Linked DNA regions of Arachis hypogaea: region 2 is linked to region 1. The links are chromatin contacts, called in public Hi-C maps. All regions are on one chromosome and are shown on one strand. Each heading gives the region's core, a stretch centred on a gene start, on an enhancer-like site or on the middle of the called end of the contact. The rest is flanking DNA. Distances are from core to core; before and after follow the strand shown.

What was found. Hi-C and Micro-C count contacts between places; a contact is called where the count stands out from the background.
Region 2: a contact with region 1 is called in a Hi-C map of an unstated tissue, with 3 times the contacts expected there. The contact joins the enhancer-like site here to the promoter of LOC112755510 in region 1. A contact is called at or near these places in 2 of 8 Hi-C or Micro-C datasets (leaf and an unstated tissue).

What each region holds. Positions count from the first base shown.
Region 1 is chr16:143,562,432-143,565,334 of arahy.Tifrunner.gnm2.J5K5, forward strand. It overlaps LOC112755510 (probable E3 ubiquitin-protein ligase RZFP34), which reads right to left and starts at 1,515. Exons shown (of 12, transcript XM_025803658.3): 1 at 1-1,515.
Region 2 is chr16:143,611,156-143,614,058 of arahy.Tifrunner.gnm2.J5K5, forward strand. LOC112755511 (sulfite oxidase) reads right to left here. Exons shown (of 13, transcript XM_072221411.1): 13 at 2,484-2,844. The coding sequence ends at 2,728. Among protein-coding and RNA genes, the nearest start is that of LOC112755511, 7.7 kb to the right of the region's middle. Within about 2 kb of position 1,491, at least 3 of the 3 cell types and tissues checked have open chromatin away from gene starts, as enhancers often do.

The sequences.
Region 1 (2,903 bases), core at 265-2,764:
CCATATTGGGGGTTCAGCAGCAGGGTCGTTTCTTCTACTAGCCTAGACAAAAATGAAGGCTGGAAGAAGAAAGAAGGAAGATTGGCACCGAAGAGAGCAGGTCAACTATTCAAATGTGAGGTCAAACAATGGGCGTAGCATCAAGCCAACCTTTTCACTATTAATTGTGGGTGGGGCAGAGAAACAATAGGATAGTTTCTACAGATCAGGCAAAAGGAGAGCTCCAGTTACAAACTTCACATCATCAAAACTGGCTTCAGGCTGCATCAAACTCGTGTAGCATATAACGAACCATAAGGTAGCATAAGTATAAGGACACGGCTATAAGGCTTCAAGCTGCATCTCACAGCAGATTACAATCCGCGAGGTAACGCATAGGTAGGACATGGCTAAAGCAACAAAAGATCTAATCGCCACTCTCCCCTTCAAAATAATAACTACCAGTGTCCCTGCAAGTCCTAGTATCTGCAACTGGGTGCTTCACTTTCTTGCAAACTGCATTTCCCTGCAAAAAACTTCTTCATCGAAGCTTTCTAAACTAACAAAACATGTTCGGATTTCCGTCTGAAACTCCAAAACCATGGTCAGAGCAAAGCCTTGAGCCCAAACCACGATTTGGGCATTTCCAAACGGAACAGAACATGCCAAATCACTCATCCAAGTTGATTCTCCTAAATTGTTAACCTCTCAACCTTTCACTGTCTCACATATATCCCTATTCTTTATATAAGATTCCCAACTATCTTAACCTGAATAATTTAAACACATATACTTCTTATAAATAAGCCTTTAAAGCTCAAACTTCCCTTAATGTTCCTCTCCTTTCTCAATGTTGAAGGTGCTTATTCCAAACGTAATACCCTATAGAATTACGTCATTGACTATCACTAAAAAATGTCACTCTCCATCTCACTAAGTAAAAGTAATAGCTTCTAAGATCATAAACGAATATCTTAACCGCAGAGCACAACATGGTAGTCAGCTAAATAAAGTTGATCATGTCACAGCCAACACAAGCAACAGCTAAAAATCTAAAATTTCACAGAATTCACGACTCGCATTATTTAGAATCAGAACCTCAAACAGAACAGCATACAAAAATTAGAGAGAGAAAAGAAACACATGCACGTTACCTACAGAAAATAACGCAAATAATACACAAAACAAGTGACAGAGGAGTAAACACAGATGAAATAATTGAAATTCAAGGAATCAGCAACAGAATTTGACAGAAAACAACAACCCCGAACGGCGACGGTGATCGGCGTTAACAATCGATCAACGACGGATTTCTTAAAACTTTTTTTTTCTGTGCTCCAATTCGAACCTTCGAACAAATCGCTTTTTCTCCCCTGATATGAGAAGGATCGAAAATTGAAGCGCTATTTATAGACCTAGTTTTTTCTTTCGAGAGGGTTCGAAATTGACCAATTCTGTACGAAAACGATGAACGTGACAAATAAAAACAAAATTGAAAAATAGAAATTTTGATTTGAAAGCGAACGAAAATGACACGGTATCGTCAGCTAGTGACAGCTATTATATCCATTTTTGTCTGAAATTCCGATTTTGCCCCTGAAAATATCTTATCGGAACGTATGGGACACCATTTATTCTGGTGACGTGTCGCCAGGATTTGCCTCAAATTGCGTGTAGATTCTCTATCTGTGGTCAGACATATTTCTAACTTTCGGACAAAGGAACAGAGTTTACCGTTTACCGACCAGTCATCAGAATAAAGATAAAAGAGGTAACCTGATTTAGTGTTACCATGGTGAGTTGTCTTAAATTATTAAATATTATCTATTTATTTTTTTAATAATTTAAGTATAATGTTAAAGACATTATTGTACTCATTATATTTGAAATGAATTTCAATAAATCATTGTTAATTGTAGTTGCGGCTTGGCAGCGGGGTCATTAGAAGGGAGAAAACTACTAGCTTGAATTTATTTTCGAAGGTGATGGAATGAAATCACATCATCTTTTATACCATGAGTTTGGTTTACTTTGTATACAAGTTAGAATAACTAACTAACTAAACTTGACTACCAACCATTGAATCTAATTACAACTCAAGTCCAATGTTGTTCATGTTTCTTGATTTAGTTAGGGTACCCAAGTCGTCACATGAAGAATCTATACTTAGTCTATCAATCATAAGCCCATAATTTGGAGCAAGAATTTTTAAAAGGGCTAGTTCAATAATGTACGTTCCAATCTGCAAATTACATGGATTGATCTTTAATTTTTGTTTATTTATAGACTTAAATTGTATATGATTAGTCCGACAAATTATATAAATCGTCTCGCTTATTTTTTATTTTTATTTAAAAAATAGACAAAAATTTCGATTTTAGACTAAGAAAATTTTAAAAAATGCCACTTTTTATACTACAAACTTTGAACAAAAAAATTTAGTGAGTAGATTAGGTCTTTAGGTCGGATTAGGATAAATATTGAAGAAAATATTAGATTAAAAAATAAATAAAATAAACAAATTAGTCATCTATTTAATCCGTTATCTTTTAGATTGATTAAGTTTCCTCTATTTAACTCAAAGTTTAAACGGATCTAATTTTAAAAGTAAAATTATGTTCGTTCAAAAAAGATAAATAGACTAACTCATTTTAATGTACTTAAAGATTCACTTCTAATATTTGTTAAGAAAACAATTCGATTTGACTTTAAATAAAGTGACTCCAGCCAATTTTGTTGATTAGTGGTAGGGGATCTTTAAGTAAGATTTCTCAAAGAATCTATGAAAAATGCTTATGTATTCCATAAAAACATAGTAAACATGTTTAAATCGTAAGAATTATTACAGAGAATATGTATTATCATGATTATACTGTAGAGGGCGGTAGGAGTAATTCTTTTTAAAGGATTTTGATTTTGGTGAA
Region 2 (2,903 bases), core at 241-2,740, 49 kb after region 1:
TCTAACTTCAAAATTCTAATGTCGTCACAACACTGTATTAATCTCTCAAGCCTATATAACTCAGCAATACACTAATTTCATTGTCATATTAAAAATAATGAGCAGCGAAAGTTATAGACAAGTGGAAAGCGCGTTGTCAATAATTCTCATTTCTCAATAATGCATTCGTGAGTCGTGACACACATGACTTGATATCTTATGTAGACCTAAATCGTTGTATAATAAAATTTAAAAAAACAAGGTCAATCATTGTAAGATTGTTGACCCAACTAAGTAATTAAGTAACACTTGTATTTATCTTCTACGTGCAAAGGTGAGTAGGGAGTAGGGACCAATCTATTTCTACTAATATATAATAGGATAAAATATTTTTTTAATTTATCAAAAATTTTAAAAATATTTATAAATTTTATTTTGTTTAATTTTTATTTTTAAATTTTTATTTATATCAAATATATTTTTGATCGTTTAAATTTTTAAAAAATTTAAAACTAATCAAACAATATATATGATATTTATATTTAATTTATTTATAATAAAAATTATTTTTATAAAATTATTATTAAATTCATCTTAAATATTTTAAAATATTATTCGTCAGATATATATTTAATATAAATTAAAAATTTTTTAAATAAAATTAAAATAAAATAAAATAAATATTATTTTTAAAATTTTTAACAAATTTTAAGAACAAAAAATATATTTTATCGTTTAAAAAATAATACAAATGTAGTAAGTAGTTCTTTGCTTAATAAATAAAACTCTATTTGCTCGACAAGTGCATACTCCCATTGCATGCCACGTGAACCCACAAATATAATACAGCAAATGAGATTAAAATATTGTTAAATACTTAAATCTACGTAGCAAAACATTTATCCCTAACCTTGATATATAAATTACGTCTAACCTTTATGTGATGTCTTTAGCTGTTTAAGAGTGTTACCTCCTAAAAAGTAGTGTCTGTTTTTAGTTACATACATATAAAGATGGCAGAATATTATGAGGACGCTCCTATCGTGAAAAAAGTATTTTAAGGTTTTTAAAGGATCAGAATAGGTTAAAAATATATATGAAAAACATAGAAATCATTTTGAAATAAGGCAAAAAAAATATAAATTATATCTATAAAAAGTATATATTATCCTTCACACATGTCAACATTACTAATAAAAAAACACTACAAATTTAAATTATTTACTCATTTTTAAAAACAGTTTAATTAAAAAATTTAAAATACTAATGCGCTAATGGGTAACCGGGTAACAAGAACGACGACTATAAAAATTAAAAATAACCACAACCATCTCTATTAATTATTGAATTAATATTTTAACATTGTCCAACTTCAAATTCATAAGGAAACTCATTTTTTAATTCACATTTAATCCATTCTTTGTGACGGGCCGATTCTTTTGGGGTGCCATGAGCTTATCACTGCATGGGCCTTACCGATTCTATACATGTCCAACGCTAGTCCAGTCTGTGATTCCTAGCCCACACAATACCACTCTTTTAAACAGCCGCCACATCATCATTCATTTCCTTAATCACATGGGGCACCTAACGTATTATCAAAAGTTTTGGGGTAAACCTTTTAGATACCACTCTCATGTACAGCACGAATGACAACCACAATCTTAGCATATTCCAAACAGGTCCTCTAAGAACCAGCCTCTACTTTTCCTACAATAGACAACTCCATGTTATGATATGTTAAAGAATGTTAATCCAAATGTTATGCATTTATGGAAAGTTCTAAACAAGTTTAACGAAAAGGACATCAATGACGTAGTTAGTTCTTCAAGATATCAAAACAGGTTTGTACGGATATTATTTGTTCATTTATTAAGATAAATACACTCAGTAATAATAATGTAAAAACATAAATACACTCAGTAATACGTATATTGTTAAAATATTATTTTATTTATAAATAAAAAAATCCATTATAAAAGAAAAAAAATTAAGATCTCATGTTCAAATGGTCATATTCACATCTATACCATTGACGTAATTTATTCTAGACAAACAAAAATAATTATCGATGGTAAAAAAACTCAAAATACAAACTTCGTAAAGTCATTCAATTTGATCGTGAGAATATTCTTATCCAAAATCTTCAATAACATAAAAACTAAAATATGTAAACTTCCCTAATTTTGTGTGTAATTTTTTCATATATTACAATTGTTCCATTAAGTAGAAATCTCATACTAAAGTTTTTATTTTTTTTATTTTTTTATTTTTTGGAGGGGGGAGGGGGAGGGGAGGGGTGGCTAGAGACGGGGTGGTTTTTCATCTAAAATTTGAATCGGGGATATATACATATAACCCCCGAAGCATCTACTACCATTACCAAGAACCGAAGCATCTACTACCAAGAATTTGTGAAAAGTAAAATAGGAGTAAAAATATTTCTAATGATATGGAACAAAACTTTACTATAAAAACAAAAACAAATTTGAGATATCCTCAAGTAGAACCAAACACAGTATAATTACTCAAAGAAACCGAGATTTTGACAATCCTAGAGAAATGTAAGCATTTAGTTATTACTCGTTCTCCTTAGACATAAGGACCTTTATCAAATCATGACTAAAATGTGTTCAGTTTTGGCTGTGAAGTAATAACCTTCAAGCATTCTTGTAGTTGGGAGAGAAGGAAGGCCAAAAAAAAAAAAACAAGGCTGCATAGTGACAAGATTTTTTTTTTTTATTTACTTTATAAGTTTGAGTGACCGGCTTGAACTTTCACCCTATGCCATGAAGTGTTTAATATTCCTCTCAAGTTCCAAATGTCTTCAACCTTTTCAGGTTGGATATTTGCAGCTGAATCTATCTGCAAAATCAGCCAGCAGTATTAGAAACATATATAGAAATTTAAGCAATGTAGCATCA